Linked DNA regions of Triticum aestivum: region 2 is linked to region 1. The links are chromatin contacts, called in public Hi-C maps. All regions are on one chromosome and are shown on one strand. Each heading gives the region's core, a stretch centred on a gene start, on an enhancer-like site or on the middle of the called end of the contact. The rest is flanking DNA. Distances are from core to core; before and after follow the strand shown.

Region 1 (5,529 bases), core at 1,216-3,715:
ACACATATGGAGCCTCTAAACCCCAAGTACACATAATTCCAGTTCACTAGCTAGTAGTTTCCCACTTAAGTCCCCACGCCATATAGTCAACCAACCAAGAGAAACTATTAATTTACCAATTTTAGGTTTTCAATTGAACAATTATAAACCTTAAATGTGTGATCATGTATAGCTTTTCAACCTTCATGGCAACTAACCTTCCATTGTACAACATCCTCACCCACACGATCCCCAAAAAAATCTAGACACAAACCTACCGGTGCCTCGAAGACAAAGGAAAATAAGAGGTTTTCTACAAATTGAAGCAGACAAGTCGGCTATTGTTTCAAAAAGACCACAACTTACCTCATAATCATTAGATGCAGATCAATGGTCAGAAATGACGGATGGTAGACACACCATCATCACCAATTGAGCCTTTTATAAGAGTAGAGAAGATTTACCATGCCAATGGCTACTTGCCATTGCACTAGGAGGCTCTCTCCATATTGGTTTAATTTCATACATTTGCCAACAAAAAGGGCACATCTAAACAAAATGTATACTACTATTTAGAATCCATGTTTTTTATACTAAAATTTTCCTACTTTTTTGTGCGCTCTTTAAATTTTCATCCAAAGAGGATTTCTAGAGTTTTTAAGGGGAAATCATAATTTTACCCAAATGTTAAGTGCCACACATGTGGCACGAAGTAACACCGCCCCTGCCCTTTTTACAACTAAGTTTGCCATGCAAAAAAATATATAAAAAAACTAAAGTTTGCCATCCAAACAGAAAGTTGCCATGCTTCACAACTAAAATTGCCATCCTCGGGTAACTAAACTGGCCATCAAAAACTGCCAGGGCGAAATTGCTTCGTGCCACACATGTGCCACTTATCGGAGTCCTAATTTTATTACTTAACCATGTCTGGGTATATCACCCAAATGAAAAACAACAACTCCGAGTGGTATATCAGATGTTCAACAAAGATTAGTATAAGGCAAACACAAAGACCCTTCTCTCGCTAACTCATGAGCTACCATGTTCACCTCATGGCGACAGACAACTACATCGATTTGAGAAAACCACATCTTCAGTTGGAACTTCACGTCTTCCTTGCACCTAAGGAACATGTGTGCACCGTCTTCGTCCACTCGCCCACAAAAATATGCATTTCGTATTTTCAAACTTTACTCCCCTTCTCATCAAATTTGTTTAGACTATAAGGGAATCATGCTTTTGTATCTGATTTATCGTCTGCATTTTCAAGATGGATTGTCACACAAGTCCAGGTTCCATGTAGTGGTTGAGCTACTGTTCAAAGCTCCATTACGCTCTACATGAGAGAGTTGCACATGCAACCTATATGCATGTCAAAAGGAGTGAATCGCTTTGCTACCAAAGTGGCAACAATAATTTTGCAGTATATGCCTTGTATCATCCGACCAGAACTTCTTTCACGCCAAGCTCTCATCCTGGCTTCCTGTCACTAGGATAATTAGGTCACTGATATAGTCAAGTAAACTAGGATCTTGTGGCATGATCACTTTCTTGGACTGGGCCATAGGAATCCATGGGAAGGACCATATTTTAGCATTTGTGCCATCACCGATACGCCAAAATATAACCTTTGCCTAACCATCATGTAAAATGCTACACCACGAGTAAGAGATGTCGTCTCGAGGGAACAAGGCTTTTCAAAGAACTTAAGTAAGAAAACAAGGATGGTGCTCCAATTGGGCCGACCCATCGATTGCGCCTCTGCTCCAGTTGGACAGTCATTGACATAGGCTGGAAATAAGAAAACAATTATGATATGTGTGTACGTGGGCACTAAAAAAGTTTCTTTTTTCATTTTAAAATTAATTTATTTCGTTGAAACCGCCAGTTGTCGAATTTGAAAAAATGTTCAAAATATCCATGAATTCAAAAAAATGTTCACGAATTTTAAATAATGTCCACATATTAAAATATACATATTTTTAAAATGTTCATGAAATTAAAATATTCATAAATTTTAAAAAGGATCATAGTTTCGCGAATTTGGAAAAAAATCGTTAGTTATTGAAAAATAAGTGTAAAAAATGGATAATAAAAAGAAAAAAGAAGAAACATAAAAAAATAAAAACAGAAAGAAACCGAAAAAGGGGAAGGGAAAAAATAAAAATAAAGAAAGGAAGAAACAAAACCTGATGGAAGGTTCTGGAACCTTCCCAAAACCGATCTCGCAAAAAAAACTTCCCAAAACCGGACAGAATGTTCTGGAAACTTTCTAAAACAGCTTAATGCTTCTCTACACTCTCGTAAATGGGCCGGCCTGTAGGCGAGCACTATATTTATTATACTGCTCGTAATGGGCTAGCAATCGCGCCAGCATCTGGCCCGCATGCCTGTGGCCTGCCCCCTCCAAAACGCATCGTGCACGCATATGCCACTCTCCCGAGCCCTGGAGAAATTGCTAGCCGCTGACAAGTGGGGGCAGCTTGCAACAGTCAGTCTCCGAGACCCTGACTCTTCCACCTCCTTCGCCCATCGCCTCGCCGCCGCCTCCTTCCTCTCCCCCCCTCCTCGGGCTCGGGCTCAGGCACCCAGTCAGCCCCCTCTCTCCTTAAACCCTCGGCGCGAGCCAAACCAAAATCCGACGACCCTCCCACATTCCTTGCCCCTCTCGCAAGCCGCGCCATGTCCCGCATCGCGAGGTCGCGCTTCGCCCTCACGCTCAGGTCCTCCGCCGCCCCCTTCTCCACCATTTCACCCGCCGCCGCCGCCGCCGCATCCCTCGCTTCGAAGGAGGCGCCTGCCGGCGCCGACGCATCTTCCGCTCCCAAGGAGGCGGCCGCCGCTGGCGATCCCTCCCCGGCGCCGCCTTCGGGGACCCGCAGCTCCTTCCGTCTGCTTAAGGCCGGTATCTTCACCGCCGTCACCGCCGCGCTCGGCGCCACAGGCTATGTCACATACGGTGCGATCTCCGATCCGTATTCCTCCGCAGGATCGCTCGGTTTGGTCTGGTGTCGCGCGTGTGATTCGTAGGGAGTGATTCGTGTTTTCGTCTCTGTAGCTTATTCCGTGGATGAAGTGGATCAGATGACGCGGGAGTTCCGGAAGAACTCGAAGCTCCCAATCAGCGAGGACTTGTCCTGCTTTGAGGTTACATATCATGTTTTTTGGTGCTCGTGTTGTTTTATCCTGTTGTTTGTTCAGTTGCGTGCGTGACTGCATAAACATTAAGCAGCAGCATTTGGATGAGATTAGGAAATGTGAACTTGGGATCTGATGAGGTGCGCAATAAACTTGTAACATATCATGCATGGTAGTAGTATTTTTGTTGTTGTGATTTGCATCATCCCCTATGTAGGAGCTTACACTTTCTGGAATAAAATATTTGGTCGTTTGGTTCGAGTAGCAAGGAATTGGCATGCATTAGAAGGATGCGGAAATCTTTTGGTCTGGAACATGATGTTCTATGGGAGGCTTGCATTGTGGGGGTTTGAGAAAACCTGAAGTAGTGTGCAGCAATAACTTTCTCCACTGGATATCTACCGTCAATCTTGTCTGACAATTATGGCTTTTCATGTGTGCAGAAGTTTAAGGCTATGGCTTATTCAGAAACTGTGAAAGGTAGGGACTACTGCACACTCATTCCTTGTCTTTACTGTTACCTCTTGGATACAGATTGCCAATTATCGTGCAGACATTTTCTTCAGCCACCTAATGAGCAACTCACGATCCTGTTATGATTGCTTGGTACATAAACTGGCAGCTTCCAGGCAACCTTGGAATATTTTTCTCACACACCAGTGAATAACCAAGTCTCTCCACTTTTAAGTAGTTTACAGTGGCTAGGGAACACATTTCTTTATTAACAGGAGTTTGCGTATCGTTAGACTGTATGCATCAAATTATATGTTTTCATTTACTGCGATCAATTTGTATGAAGAGGTGTGTCATTGGTACTAAAATTGTTGGCTATAATCTATTCAACCTGGCTGTTAATCATTGCATGATAATGTTTGTATAAGCACATTCTAGATTGCTCTACAAATGCACATCACTCGGAAGGAGCATGAGATGAGCTTATTGATTAACCTGACCAGCTAGATAGGCTCTTCAGTTAACATCTATTACTACATTATTTGTTAACTGTCTGCCTATGTTCCTTATCGGTTGAGTCATTCCTTCTTTTTGCCGGCTTAGTATAAACTGTATGTTCTGTTCTGCAGTTCCTGCTGCTGCTATTGACCTGTACTTGGATGTCAGGAGCCAAATTGAAGATCAAATTCAGGTTAGTAAAAAAGATAGAACTTTTGCTATTGGTGATCCATCTTTTATATTGTAAATTATCCGTTCTTTATGATACTAACAATTATATGCACTGCAGGGATTTGTTGAACCATCATCAGAAAAACTCCTTCCAGATCTACCTCCTCAAGAACAGCATGTCTTTACCATAGTTCTGGATCTGAATGAGACTCTTGTATACTCAGATTGGAAGGTGAACTCGTGTTTCCTATGAAGTTTAGAATCTTGTTGTTTGCTATGCCTGCCGCTCATGTATAAGTGTATGACTGTATGAGTAAATCTGTTAATATACCACAAATTTACTAGGGTTTTTATCATTTTTGCCACTAGTTGTGTCCCACTATTCAGTTTTACCATTAGAAGTTACAACTACTCAAAAATGCCATCGATCCGTGAGATGTTTGCTCAAAAATGCCATCGTTCCGTTAGATGTTTCCTCAAAAATGCCATTAGACATCGTTATTTTCACATCAAACTCATTGACCATGTTATATGACAAAAATAAGCCTAGACCCACATGTCAGTTCTCTCTATCTCACAATGATAAGTGTGGCCCCGCTTGTCAGGAGTAACCAAGCGAATAATTTTATAGGAAAATAAGAACATCGTTGGGATCAAGTGGGCCCCACACTTTATTGTAGTAAGATAGAAGGAGAGTTGGCATGCTGGTTCATAGGTATTTATGTCATTATAACATGGCAAAAGAGATTTGAGATCACAATAATGGTGCCCAATGGCATTTTTGAACATGTGTCTAACAAAGCGATGGCATTTTTGAGCAGTTGAAAATTCCTAGTGGCAAAAGTGAGTAGTGAGACACAACCGATGGCATAAATGATGAAAACCCAATTTACTAAAGCGAGGTGTATAGAAACTCAAAAGATAAAATATGTACTAGATTCATTGGTAACACATGGTTGATTTCCCCCCTCTGTATAAGCCTCCCTATTTTAGTTTTGTATAGTATGCAGGCTTTATTTGTTGCCCCCTCCCCCCGCCCCCCGGTGCTGAATATTGGTTGATGAAGAATTATTTATAATAACTGTTTTCCATATATATTTATAGCGTGAGAGAGGATGGAGGACTTTTAAGAGACCAGGAGTGGATGCCTTTTTGGAACATCTTGCGAAGTTCTATGAAGTTGTTGTGTATTCTGATCAATTAAGTATGGTAAGTTTTATTCTTTAACTATTCAGTGTGTGTGTGTGTGTGTGTGCAAAATCTAACTCAAATGAAACTTTGTTACAT
Region 2 (5,529 bases), core at 91-2,590, 220 kb before region 1:
TGATAACGCTAAAACACATAGAAACAAAAAAAAAAACCACATGAATGCTTCTAAAACCAGTCTAAACCGGTTCATACAAGCTTCCAAAACTGCTTTACTGGACCGGCCCACTGAGGCGAGTCGCAGCCGACCGCCAGCATCGATGCTTAGGCTTAGGCGATGGATAGCATCTTCTAAAAAAGGCGATGTATAGCATTTCTCTCCCATATAAAAAGGCGATGTATGGCATTGGCGTGGCAGGCTGGGCCTCTTGCCCATCGCAAGGTCACGGGATAGAGAGAATTCATGGAACCGGTGAGTCGAGTGCCTTGCACGTGCCAACAACGTGAGCAAGCAACGCAGCGCTTATGAGCCGTACATGCGCACTGCTGGGCTGCTGGCCCCACGTTCCGACCTTGTGCCCCTGCGTGCATTGCCCGTGTAACGCCAAACGGACCCTGACAATCCAACAGCTGTAGATCACACAACGAAAATACATGCCTTCCCAAAATGCCCTCTCAGATGTATAACCAGTGTTAATGCAGTGCACCTGCGGGCCACGGAAACCCTTTGTGATGCGTGTCGACCTGAAGTCTGCTTGGTTGCGTGCACTGTATTTTTACTTGCATTCTTCCTAGGTGAGCCGAAGGATGCTTAACAGAGACGTCCGATTTGGCAGAAGGTGATCCAATACCTCCCGTCGCTAGGTGAGTCGAAGGGAGCTAAATAGAGGCGTATGATTCGGCGAAAGACGACCCAATCCCTCCCGCTGCTTTTACACGAACACGCCCTTGCATTTCTCAGAGGTGAGTCGAAGAGTGCTAAACAGATGCGTCCGATTTGACGAAAGATGATCCAATCGCTTTCATTGCTGGGTGAGTCGAAGGGGGTTAAATAAAGGCGTCTGATTCGGCGGGAGGTGACCCAATCCCTCCCGTCGATTTTACGTGAACGCACCCACGCATTCCCCAAAGGTGAGCGGAAGGATGCTAAACATAGGCTTTCGATTTGGCGGAAGGTGATCTAATCGCTCCCGTTGCTAGGTGAGTTGAAGGGGGCGAAATAGAGCCGTCTGATTCAGTGGGACTGTGGGAGCCGACCCAATTCCTCCAGTCGCTTTTACGCAAACAGTGTCATATGTTTGATTGAGAAATAAAAAAGAATATCAAGAATTCCCGTGGCTGACCACCGGTTGAAGCAAATCAGAGCGACTCATGAGCACGGCAGTCCTGCGCGCGGGGGGCATTTTGGTGAACTCCGTCGTAAAAGGTAAGCGCACCGTCGTCGACAGTATCCGCATCCACGCCATCCCCGTCGCTGCGAGAAAAAAACGTGCCAAAAAAGCACACAACCTTGGCTGGAGGCGGCGGCAGGGCGAATCTCCTCAGTAGGGAGGAGTATGAGATAACCCCACGCTTATCACCATCCCTTTCCCCACTCTCCAGTCTCCACCCTCCCGACGAAGCCCCCATCTCACCTCCTAAAACCAAAGCCCTAGCTACCGGGCTAGCGAGCTAGCCAGACCCCCCTTCCCGTAGATCTCTCCTCTCCGGGCGTGCTCGCGGCGCCGATCCGGCGATGACGACCAAGGCGAAGCTCGGGGAGCTAATGTGGGAGCACCGGCTGCGTGCGGCGGCGGCGGTGGCGTTCCTCGCCGTCGCCGTGGTGTCGATCTCCGCCGTCGGGCCCAGGCTCGGCGCCGTGGTCTCCTTCTTCTGGCCGCTGCTCGTCTCCACGGGCTTCTTCCTCGTGGCCATCACCGTGCTGCTCCGGATCTCGCCGCCGCCCAGCGGCGCGGAGGAGTCCGGCAAGGAGATCATCGACTTCGTCGCCGGGTGCCGCCCCGAGCACCTCCTCCCGGAGGCGTCCGCCACCGTGGAGGTGCCGCCGGAGCCGGAGATCTGAAGAGCCGGGGAGGAGGAGGTGCGCGCGGCCGCGAGATGGCCTTGTTCGCCGGGGCTAGCTCAGGAGAGACGTGGGGTAACCTGTATGGGCCCGCCTGGGAGCCGGGGGCCCGTCGCCGGGCGCCCCCGGTGTGCGGTGGTGCAGCCGTGGCTAGCGTAGGATCCTCCCGTCTCCGTGGTGTGGTGTACAATAGTACCATTGAATAAAGATGTCATAAATTCGCTCCGTCAGCGCGCATAATTTGAGTACCAGGTACCACTGGTGCTCCATGTTCTTCCGTTTTCAGGTGGAGTCTTCAACTCTCGATGCTTTGATTTGATGCCATGAAAGCGAGAGATCGGAGCTGAAGGCCCGAGGTCAAAGGCCTTGAGCGGCCGAACCTCGAATTTCTCTTGAAGAATCTGCCTCGCCTCTTGTATTTGAAAAAGACCTCGGTAAGCGATGGTGCAGGGGGCAATAAACCTCATTTCCAAACCGACCATCTGTTGGCGTCTGCTAGGAACTGTAAAGCCGAAAATGCGATAGATTGATAGCTAGGGTACACCCTTTCGGCGTGGCAAGAGATGGATTCTTCTGCCCGACGCATCATCCTTTCGGCGCACAGTAGTATCACCAAAGTAGAAAATGTCCCCTGCACCGTCCCTGTCATTTTTCTCGTATCATTACTATAACTTACTTAGTTCAAATAATTTTATATTGGAGTTGAACATGGTGTGAGCCCGGTGATCACACGTACGTATGTCCTCCAGTCTCCCGTCGATGTCACCGTAGGACCCCGTCATACCAAACTCTGATTCTTTTTACCGCGAGCAGTGCTGAACTCTCTGATCCGACTTGGAACGAAAACGAGCTAGCCTAGTTAGTTGCTGTCGCCGTACTAGTAAATTAGTTGTATGTCTTGATCTGCTTTAGGAGGAGTGAGGTCTACGACACCAGTCAATGAACGGGCCGTGGATCCTCTCACTCAAGTTTCTCGGATGGTCCATGGTGTTGAGCATGATCGATGTCTGTTTCTTTTACGGTGTGATTTTAAGGTCTGTTTTTATTTCACCAGTGGTCGTTGTTTGTACTGTCAAAATTTCTTCGCTATTTTTTTAAAAACAAATCATCCCACTTTATTACAGTGTTACAAGAGTTACATTGCTGAGTAAAAGCAGGATAAATTCACTAGGAGTCTTATCGAAGAAACTACTTCCTCCGGTCCTTTTTACTCTGCATATTAGAATTCTCTGAAGTCAAACTTTACAAAGTTTGATTGTATTTATATGAAAAAATATCAACATCTGCCATGCTAAAGTTATACAATATGGAACTTTAAGTCATGACACATCTATTGATATTGATTTCAGATTGTGAATGTTGGTATTTTTTTCTATAAAGTTGGTCAAACTTTACGAGGCTTGACTTCAGTCAAATCTTATATACGAACTAAAAAGGACCGGAGGGAGGGAGTACTACATAAAGCCGCCTTTGCCAAATTTGCCAGTTCATGGGCGACCATATTTGCCTTTATGGGGGAATGCACAAAAGAAGTATAAAGAAAATCACATGCCATGTGATAACGGTCGTTGAAGATTGCTGCTACTGGTCCTGCCGATCTTCCTCCCTCATTCATAGTATTCACCACTTCCAAATTATCAGAGTTAATGATGATATTATTACAGCCTACAGTTTGTGCTAAAGATAAATCATATCGCAATGCAGTTGCTTCGGCTAAAAGAACATCATAACAGAAATCAAGTTTCCAATTACCCGCGCTGATAAAATTACCTCTGTCATCTCTGATGATTGCATCTGTCATCCCTACAAGCAGATCATCATCAAAGAAGGCATCCACATTCAATTTCACATGTCCTCTAGGCGAGAGTTCCCATCCTCCTATTTTCCTCTTAGCTTTAGGAGCGACCGCAACAGTGTAATTAGTTGTAAGGACTCTAACAGAAGTAGCAATCTGGTTAGCAGTTTGAACCTTTTCTCCATGGCGTAGCTTTCTCCTTTCCAACCATAGGTACTAGCAGGTTATTGGTATCATTTCATGCATCTTTTCCTGTTTCTGACCCATCATTTCATGTTGTGGCATCTCCAATAGGAATCGAAATATACTTTTGCCCGCCCTATCAATGAGACACGCCTTTTGAATTAGTTTCTCCAGAGCAAGCTCTTTCCAAACATTCATTGCGGCAGGGCATTGAAACAACACATGAGCCGTAGTGTTGGCCCCTCTCTTGCAACAGGGGCATTGCGGCGACACCTTGATATGTCTCTGGGCCAAATTGACACCACATGCTAGGGTACCATGCAGCGCTTTCCAAGTGAAAATTTTGACTTTTGCCAGGCAGTCTAGTTCCCAAACTTTCTTCCACACTCACGTTTTGTGGTGCACCTTGGCCATTTGACCAACAGAGATTGTTTCCAAACTTGTGATCCCATTCCACATAGTACGCCGATTTGACAAAGAACTGGAAATTCTTTGACATTCCCCATGCTAGGAAATCCTCCATGTCGTAGTTTGGTAATGGTATAGCTAATATTCAGTTGCAATCAACATGCCAGAACGTTTGTCTTACAAGCTCCTCATCCCATTGGCCTGTACCGGGATCAATTAAATCATGAACTTTAGATATGATCTGGTTGCCTCGTGGGGTTATTACCTTCCTATTTTGAGTTCCTTGTAGCCATGCATCATTCCAGATATTTATTTTCCGTCCATCCCCTACTCTCCAAATGCATCCCTGCTTTAGAGTATTCACGCCTGCCATTATACTTTGCCATGTAAAAGATGAACCTTTCTTCAGTTTGGCATTGATCAACTCACCATCTAGAAAATATTTAGCCTTAAGAACCGTTGCACACAAAGAGTCTGCGTTATCAATAAGACTCCATGCTTGCTTAGCCAGGAGTGCCAAGTTAAAACAATGGATATCCCTAAAGCCCAATGTCGGTGTCAAAACTGGCAGATCTCGGGTAGGGGGTCCCAAACTGTGCGTCTAAGGATCGAAGGTAACAAGAGACAGGGGCATGGTGTTTACCCAGGTTCGGGCCCTCTTGATGGAGGTAATGCCCTACTTCCTGCTTGATTATCTTGGATCAATATGGGGTTTACAAGAGTTGATCTACCTCGAGATCGTAATGGCTAAACCCTAGACGTCTAGCATGTATGATTATGATTGCCTCTATGGACTAAACCCTCCAGTTTATATAGACACCGGAGGGACCTAGGGTTATACAGAGTTGGTTTACAGAGGAAGGAATCTTCATATCCGAACGCCAAGCTTGCTTTCCACATAAAGGAGAGTCCCATTCAGACACGGGAAGAAGTCTTTTGTCTTGTATCTTCATGGCCCATTAGTCCTGCCCACGTCACATAGCTCGGACGCCCGAGGACCCCTTAATCCAGGACTCCCTCAGTAGCCCTTGAACCAGGTTTCAATGACGATGTGTCCGACGCGCAGATTGTCTTCGGCATTGCAAGGCGGGTTCCTCCTTCGAATACTTCAAAGTAGTCTTCAAACACAAAAAACGTGTCCGGCTCTGCAAAATAGGCACCACACACAGCCGCAAAGAGTATAATATTTCACAAGTCCCATCTACTGACAACTTTTGTAGCGAGATGTTACATCCCTGCCCAGTCATTATTTTGAACCG

The links. Hi-C and Micro-C count contacts between places; a contact is called where the count stands out from the background.
Region 2: a contact with region 1 is called in a Hi-C map of leaf, with 4 times the contacts expected there. The contact joins the promoter of LOC123058598 here to the promoter of LOC123062137 in region 1. A contact is called at or near these places in 2 of 5 Hi-C or Micro-C datasets (both in leaf).

Annotation. Positions count from the first base shown.
Region 1 is chr3A:547,392,446-547,397,974 of IWGSC CS RefSeq v2.1, reverse strand. It overlaps LOC123062137 (mitochondrial import inner membrane translocase subunit TIM50), which reads left to right and starts at 2,465. Exons shown (of 11, transcript XM_044485498.1): 1 at 2,465-2,941; 2 at 3,041-3,129; 3 at 3,564-3,600; 4 at 4,203-4,264; 5 at 4,361-4,474; 6 at 5,347-5,451. The coding sequence starts at 2,665.
Region 2 is chr3A:547,613,062-547,618,590 of IWGSC CS RefSeq v2.1, reverse strand. It overlaps LOC123058598, which reads left to right and starts at 1,340. Exons shown (of 1, transcript XM_044481305.1): 1 at 1,340-2,109. The coding sequence starts at 1,558. The coding sequence ends at 1,884.